Regions from separate parts of the Mus musculus genome. Here region 1 is linked to region 2. Evidence: chromatin contacts called from public HiChIP or PLAC-seq data. All regions are on one chromosome and are shown on one strand. The core of a region is the stretch at or near the end of the contact, and the rest is flanking DNA. Distances in the headings are between cores, read along the strand shown. Region 1 overlaps Slc7a11 (solute carrier family 7 (cationic amino acid transporter, y+ system), member 11). Region 2 holds the start of Pcdh18 (protocadherin 18).

The links. HiChIP or PLAC-seq counts read pairs in DNA pulled down with a chosen protein or histone mark.
Region 1: an H3K4me3 HiChIP or PLAC-seq map of embryonic limb bud shows a contact between it and region 2, with 3 times the contacts expected there. The contact joins the enhancer-like site here to the promoter of Pcdh18 in region 2. A contact is called at or near these places in 3 of 39 promoter capture datasets (cranial neural crest, embryonic stem cells and second pharyngeal arch cranial neural crest), 4 of 484 Hi-C or Micro-C datasets (granulosa cells, nephron progenitors, neural progenitor cells and 1 more) and 4 of 115 datasets of contacts at active chromatin or transcription factors (astrocytes, craniofacial prominence, embryonic forebrain and 1 more).

Annotation. Positions count from the first base shown.
Region 1 is chr3:50,361,782-50,365,399 of GRCm38.p6, reverse strand. It overlaps Slc7a11 (solute carrier family 7 (cationic amino acid transporter, y+ system), member 11), which reads left to right. Exons shown (of 12, transcript NM_011990.2): 12 at 1-464. Among named protein-coding and RNA genes, the nearest start is that of Slc7a11, 80 kb to the left of the region's middle. Within about 2 kb of position 1,554, at least 6 of the 459 cell types and tissues checked have an H3K27ac peak or open chromatin away from gene starts, as enhancers often do. A contact at or near this core is called in embryonic limb bud, where this site is marked.
Region 2 is chr3:49,754,828-49,758,643 of GRCm38.p6, reverse strand. Pcdh18 (protocadherin 18) reads left to right here and starts at 1,328. Exons shown (of 4, transcript NM_130448.3): 1 at 1,328-3,816. The coding sequence starts at 1,780.

The DNA.
Region 1 (3,618 bases), core at 305-2,804, 610 kb before region 2:
GATGCTGAGTGGTGAGTTGTGAGCACAGCATAGAGATGTATCTTTGAATTCCTTGGCACGAGTGTACAAACATGTGATGTGTGAGATAAAGCAGGTTCCACAGCGAAGTGAGCTCCCTCTTGGGAGAGTGCTGCTGCAACAAACTCATTGCTCGATGGTATTTGTGCGCTATTTGTAGGACTGGAAAAGCACAGTGGAACAAATGTACTTCCCGATGGGAATTCTTGTTCATCTTTTTGTATGGATGCATTGGTGCAGTATGATGTCACAAAAATTTGCATTGTTGAATTACATTTCATTTGCGGAGCTGGCCACTTGTTAATGCTTCTAGCTGCTTCTCTATATGTCTGTGTTTGTATATTTTTACTTGAAAATACTTCAAATGGACATTTGAATAAATATTTCATAGTTTACATATTAAGCATCATGTTTCTTTTCTATAATAAATACTGCTTTAAGCTGAAGCTGGCGCTTTTTATGATTTTTTTTTTGTCTCATTGATTGTCTGCATGTGTTGAACTATTTCTTGGCACTAATTTGCTGTATGTAAAGTAACAGTGTAGGCAGGTCCCATCTCTCCAGCATCTTCAGAGTACATGTCTGTCTAGCTTCTGCTCTCATTTACCTAATGTGTTATTTTCACCTGTAGGACAAAGTCTTTTCATTTGTGACCTTTGACAAGAGTATCATTTCTTGTTTCTTTCTAATCCAAAACTGTGTTTCACGAGAATATTCTTTGTGAAACTGAAATCAGGTCACATCTTCAAAACTGTCTCCCATTTATTTACTTGTTTCTGAATGAACCTGAAACTTTTTTATATAGTATGTAGGGCTTGCCACAGTGTGTAGGGCTTTTCATAGTGTATAGGGTTTTCTATAATGTGTAGGGATTCCCATTGTGTGTGTGTGTGTGTGTGTTTTTTTCCATAACATAGGGCTTTCCATAGTGTATAAAAAGTCTTACACAATTCTAAGTATAGGGATTTACCAAATAGGCATTTTGATCAAATATTTACTACTAATAGAAATTTTATTCAAAAACAATTATTAGGTACATTTATGACTTTACCATAAAATGTAAAGATGAAAGCAAATTGCATATGAATAAGCAGATATGCTTCTTTATTTTTTAGTCTAAAAAAATCTTGCTAAAATATTTGATATTGCAGAATGTAGAGGATCTTCAGTATGTTTCAGAATTGTCTGTTGATTTGAGTCTATAAACACCAAAACTGAGAGAGACAGACATTTTACATAAGCACATGTGACTACAAGGTAGAAACAAACTTAAGGACACACTAGAAATCCTAGCTTAATCCCAAGCAGGTGTTACTGATTGTTTTTAAAAGAAAAAAAATGTGAGTCCACAATTTTGAAAATCAAATATTTTAATGCAGTCCAAGTTTAAGCTTTCATAATAAAGCCATTATATTTCCAGAATGGCAAAGCTGTGTGCGCAGAGCAAAAGCACTGTATTTCGTAGCCTAGAGCAGTCCCAGTCCTGAGCTGAGTTGTTTCAGAAAGCAGGAGCTGGTGTTGTATGAGGTGACAGAATGGGATATGTTGTGTGCTCAGAACCAAGCCTGCAGTGAGGTGGAGTGAGGCAGCCTGAGGGTGCTGCCCAGCTCACGATGAATGGGATTCATTGTGTATTTTGTTTTGAATTATTTTCTGATCATAGTGCAGTCAGAAAAACTTTTACTCCTGCCAAGTTTTTCCATAATCACCACATCTGGTTATGTGACAATACATGGAATTGAAACCACAGTTTAAGAAATTAGGGAGGAGAGCATAGGAAATACTCAGCAATGTTTATTCCATATATAAAAGTAAAAGTATGGCCAGCTGCTCCAAGGATGGTTCGACATACACAAATCAATAGCGTAATATCTAAAAATTAATGTGCCTAATTTCAAACTACGTGATAGTGTGAAGAGATGTAAAAAAGACCTTTGATAAAATTCAACATTGCTTCATTATAAAAGACATGGAGATATTAGGGACAGAGAGTCCATTTCAACAGAGCCATGGTTGTGTGCAATAAAGCAGTTGTCAGCATCCTGTTAGGTGGGGAAAAACATTTCCACTAACGTTAGGATCAAGACAAGGATAAGCACTCTCCTCTTGTGTTCATTGTACTGTCTGAAGTCTTACCTAGAGTAGTATGACAAGAGACAGAAATAAAGAGAATATATATAGGAAAAGGAGAAGTAAAAAATGAATGGATGATATGGTTCTGTGCACTAAAGACTCCTCGCAAAACACATGAAGCTCAATAAGAAGGAAGACTAAAGTGTGGAAGGGGGAAACATCATCCTGAGTGAGGTAACCCAATCACAAAAGAACTCACACAATATGTACTCACTGATAAGTGGATATTAGCCCAGAAACTTAGAATACCCAAGATATAAGATACAATTTGCTAAACGCATGAAACTCAAGAAAAATGAAGACCAAAGTGTGGACACTTTGCCCCTTCTTAGAATTGGAAACAAAACACCCATGGAAAGAGTTACAGAGACAAAGTTTGGAGCTGAGACAAAAGGATGGACCATCTAGAGACTGCCATATCCAGGGATCCATCCCATAATCATCTTCCAAACGCTGACACCATTGCATACACTAGCAAGATTTTGCTGAAAGGACCCAGATATGGCTGTCTCTTGTGAGACCATGTTGGGGCCTAGCAAACACAGAAGTGGATGCTCACAGTCAGCTATTGGATGGATCACAGGGCTCCTAATGGAGGAGCTAGAGAAAGTACCCAAGGAGCTAAAGGGGTCTACAACCCTATAGGTGGAACAACAATATGAACTAACCAATACCTGCCCGGAGCTCTTGTCTCTAGCTGCATATGAATCAGATGATGGCCTAGCGGGCCATCAGTGGAAAGAGAGGCCCATTGGACTTGCAAACTTTATATGCCCCAGTACAGGGGAATGCCAGAGCCAAGAAGTGGGAGTGGGTGGGTAGGGGAGTGGGTGGGGGAGTGTGTGGGGGACTTTTGGGATAGCATTGGAAATGTAAATGAAATAAATACCCAATTAAAAAAAAAGAAGGGGGAACACAATACCCATGGAATGAGTAACAGAAACAAAGTGTAAAGCAGAGACTGAAGGAATGACCATCCAGAGACTGCCCTGTGGGGAGCGGGTGTGGCGGCAGTCCCAAAGGCGCCAGAGACTGCAGCTAAGTCATATGACTTGCACCTGACTTCCTCATATAAGACACAAACATCTTGAGTGCTGCGCAGGTGTACCAGGATTCAGGTGAATCCAATTTGGTGGAGATTTGCCCCTGCTGCCCTGATTAGCTGAAGCTGCGTGCCTGGTGAGGTGGCGTGGCCTGCTGTGCGTGGATGGGAACTGAGAGTATATAAGAGTGAGAGGCCCGGGTTAGAGGGAGGATTATTATTCGAGAGAGGATTGTTATTATTGGGAGATATAAACAAGGGAGATATAAACAAGGGAGATATATGGAGAAAGAAGAAATAGGACTGAATAAATGTGTGCAGAAGGATCCTGTAGCAGCGTCGTTCTTGCTGGCGAGTTGGGGGCGCGCGCAAGACTGCCCCACCTGGGATCCATCCCATAAACAACCACCAAACCCAGACACTAT
Region 2 (3,816 bases), core at 79-2,578:
ACATGGAGATTCTGTGAAGCACAGAATTTGCAAGTAGCTGAAGACAGCTGAGGGATAATGCAAAGGGGGGGTGGGGAGGGTGAGCAAGAATGGAGCCAGAGTGATAAACTTAAAAGGAGCCGCAGAGCAGAAGGAGCATCATAAATAATCATATTTCCCAATAAGAATACCATATCAACCCCGTGACCTGGATACAGCACCAACCTCCTGAGATATTTCCAGCACTCTGATGCACACAAAATGCAATTTTCAGCTCAGGCATTTTATTTCTCAGTGTAAACAACCTTTGGGTTTTTAAAATACATATCTGGAAACTGTTTTCATAAATAATGTATGTATTATAAAAATTTGACTTGTAAACTATTGAGTCCATGTCTCCTCAGAACTCATTGTGAAAACTCACTATGGGTAGATAGTACTCTATTGGAAGAATTCGCTAGGCGAAGGCTACCAATTTTACCCAAGCTATCAATTTTGCCCAAAATAAATAGGATTTTTTTAAGTGCAAGGCTATATATATATATATATATATATATATATATATGGAACAATTTTGCTCAAGCTAAAGAAAGGGCTGAAATAAGGTAGAATTTTTTTGCTAATTAGTTCCAAACTCTGAGGTGTTCCTTTAAATCTTGCTAATTAAGAGAAATCGGGAGTGCAAGATAGGCCCCTTTCTTATCTTCAAAGAGTAAAGATGAAAGAAAGCAGAAAATGAAACCTCTCCACTTGGGCTGTTCTTTAAAACAGAGCTCCAAGAAAATCGGCTTGCTGCTCCTTGGAGGAGAAAAGACCCGCCGAGGGGGAGGGGGTGTGTGCATAATTAGAAGCAAGTTTCCCCATTTTATTAAATTCCTCCACCGACAAAATTCACTTGGAGGTATTTTAAGTGAAACCAGCAGTTAAGGAACCCTGAAAAAAGCAAGATGATTACATGTTTGTAGCAGAAGAAAAGATCAATTAAGAAAACAAGAACTATTTAATGTGCCATATATAAATACAGGCGACCAGAAGTTGATTTAAAGTTTTTTTCTTCCTTTCTTTTTCCTTCCCTCCCGGTCTCCCCACCCCCACACCGCTCTCCTGCTGTAATTTGTCTCCCCTTTGTCGCGGCACGCTTGGAGAAAGTGGATGGAGATGGAGGAGGGGCGGGAGGGCTGAACCCCACCCCCGGCCGCGCTCCCGCGCCCCTAGCGGGTCCCCAACCCGCGCCCGCCACCCTCCCGCTCCCACCCTCCACGCGCGCCCTCCCTCGCTCCGGTGACTCCAGCAGCTTCGGATTTGGAAGCTCGCTGATTGGCTGGAAGCGATTCAACACACGCCAGGCAAAGAGCTTTGTCTGAGTTGAAGTGAAGTTGTAGAGATTTTCAGACTGGAGTCAGCAATCACCGGTGTTTAGTCTGCAGCGGAGCAGAGAAAAGGAAAGGGGGGAAAATCAAGAATCGCCCGGGAAACACAGACTGCAGACTCCGCCAGCACCCTGCAATAGATGGGGACGGAGTCCACGCGGGGAGCCAGGCCGAGGTGACACGCTGCTCCCAGCCAGGAGGACCAGCGGCCACCCCTACCAGGAAGGGACTTCACGCTCCTATCTGGAAGTCGCCAAACGGTGTGTATGAAAACTGAAGTTTGCGAGCTGTTTAATTGCTGTGTGATTAAGAGTCGCTTTCAAGACTCTGAGACCCGATGTGGCTTAGAGCTCTGAGTGGCTGGGAGGAAGTTGAAGGGATTGCTGGGCTCTTCTAACTCGCCCTGAGAAGGGAATCTAGCAACTGACCAATGCACCAAATGAATACTAAAATGCACTTTAGATTTGCACTTGCACTTCTGATGGCGTTTTTCAGCCACGATGTCCTGGCTAAGAATCTGAAATACAGGATTTATGAGGAGCAGAGGGTCGGATCGGTAATTGCTAGACTATCAGAAGATGTGGCTGATGTTTTATTGAAGCTACCAAATCCTTCTGCTGTTCGTTTTCGAGCCATGCCACGGGGGAATTCTCCTCTCCTGGTCGTAAATGAGAATACCGGAGAAATCAGCATAGGGGCTAAAATTGACCGCGAGCAACTATGCCAAAAAAACTTGAACTGTTCGATAGAGTTTGATGTGCTCACTCTGCCGACCGAGCATCTGCAGCTGTTCCACATTGAAGTGGACGTGCTGGACATTAATGACAATTCCCCCCAATTCTCGAGACCCGTCATTCCCATTGAGATATCGGAGAGCGCAGCAGTTGGGACTCGTATCCCCCTGGACAGTGCGTTCGACCCAGATGTTGGGGAAAATTCCCTCCACACCTACTCGCTCTCTGCTAATGATTATTTTAATATCGAAGTGCGAACCAGGACAGACGGGGCCAAGTACGCTGAACTCATAGTGGTGAAAGAGTTGGATCGGGAGCTGAAGGCTAGCTACGAGCTTCAGCTCACCGCCTCCGACATGGGAGTGCCTCAGAGGTCTGGCTCCTCCATCCTGAAAATCAGCATTTCGGATTCCAACGACAACAGCCCGGCCTTTGAGCAGCCTTCTTACACAATACAACTCTTAGAAAACTCCCCAGTTGGAACCTTGCTCCTTGATCTAAATGCCACCGATCCAGATGAGGGCGCTAATGGGAGAATTGTGTATTCTTTCAGCAGTCATGTGTCTCCCAAAATTATAGAGACTTTTAAGATCGACTCAGAAAAAGGCCACTTGACTCTTTTCAAGCCAGTGGATTATGAAATCACCAAGTCCTATGAGATAGACGTTCAAGCCCAAGATTTGGGTCCCAATTCCATTCCTGCTCATTGCAAAATTATAATTAAGGTTGTGGATGTCAATGACAATAAACCTGAAATTAGCATAAATCTCATGTCCCCTGGAAAAGAAGAAGTATCTTATGTCTTTGAAGGGGATCCCATTGATACATTCGTTGCTATCGTCAGGGTTCAAGACAAGGATTCTGGGCTGAATGGGGAAATAATCTGTAAGCTTCATGGGCATGGACATTTTAAACTTCAGAAGACATATGAAAATAACTACTTGATCTTGACCAATGCCACTCTGGATAGAGAAAAGAGATCTGAGTATAGTTTGACTGTGATTGCTGAGGACAAGGGAACACCAAGCCTCTCCTCAGTGAGACATTTTACTGTTCAAATCAATGACATAAATGACAATCCACCTCGCTTCCAGAGGAGCCGATATGAATTTGTCATCTCAGAGAATAATTCACCAGGGGCGTATATCACCACAGTTACAGCCACTGATCCAGATCTTGGTGAAAACGGACATGTGACATACACCATTTTGGAGAGTTTTGTCTTGGGAAGTTCCATCACCACGTATGTAACCATTGACCCCTCTAATGGCGCCATCTATGCCCTCAGGATCTTTGATCATGAAGAAGTGAGTCAGATCACTTTTGTGGTGGAAGCCAGGGATGGAGGGAGTCAGAAGCAACTCTCCAGCAACACCACCGTTGTGCTGACCATCATTGATGAGAATGACAATGTCCCTGTGGTTATAGGGCCTGCAATGCACAATAATACTGCAGAAATATCCATCCCCAAAGGAGCTGAAAGTGGTTTTCATGTCACAAGAATAAGGGTGGTCGACAGGGACTCTGGTGCCAATGCTGAATTCAGCTGCTCCATAGTATCTGGTAATGAGGAAAACATCTTTATCATGGACCCTAGGTCATGTGACATTCATACCAACGTCAGCATGGAATCCATTCCCTCTGCGGAATGGGCACTCTCAGTTATCATCCAGGACAAGGGCAGTCCTCCTCTGCACACCAAAGTCCTTCTGAGGTGCATGGTCTTTGACTAT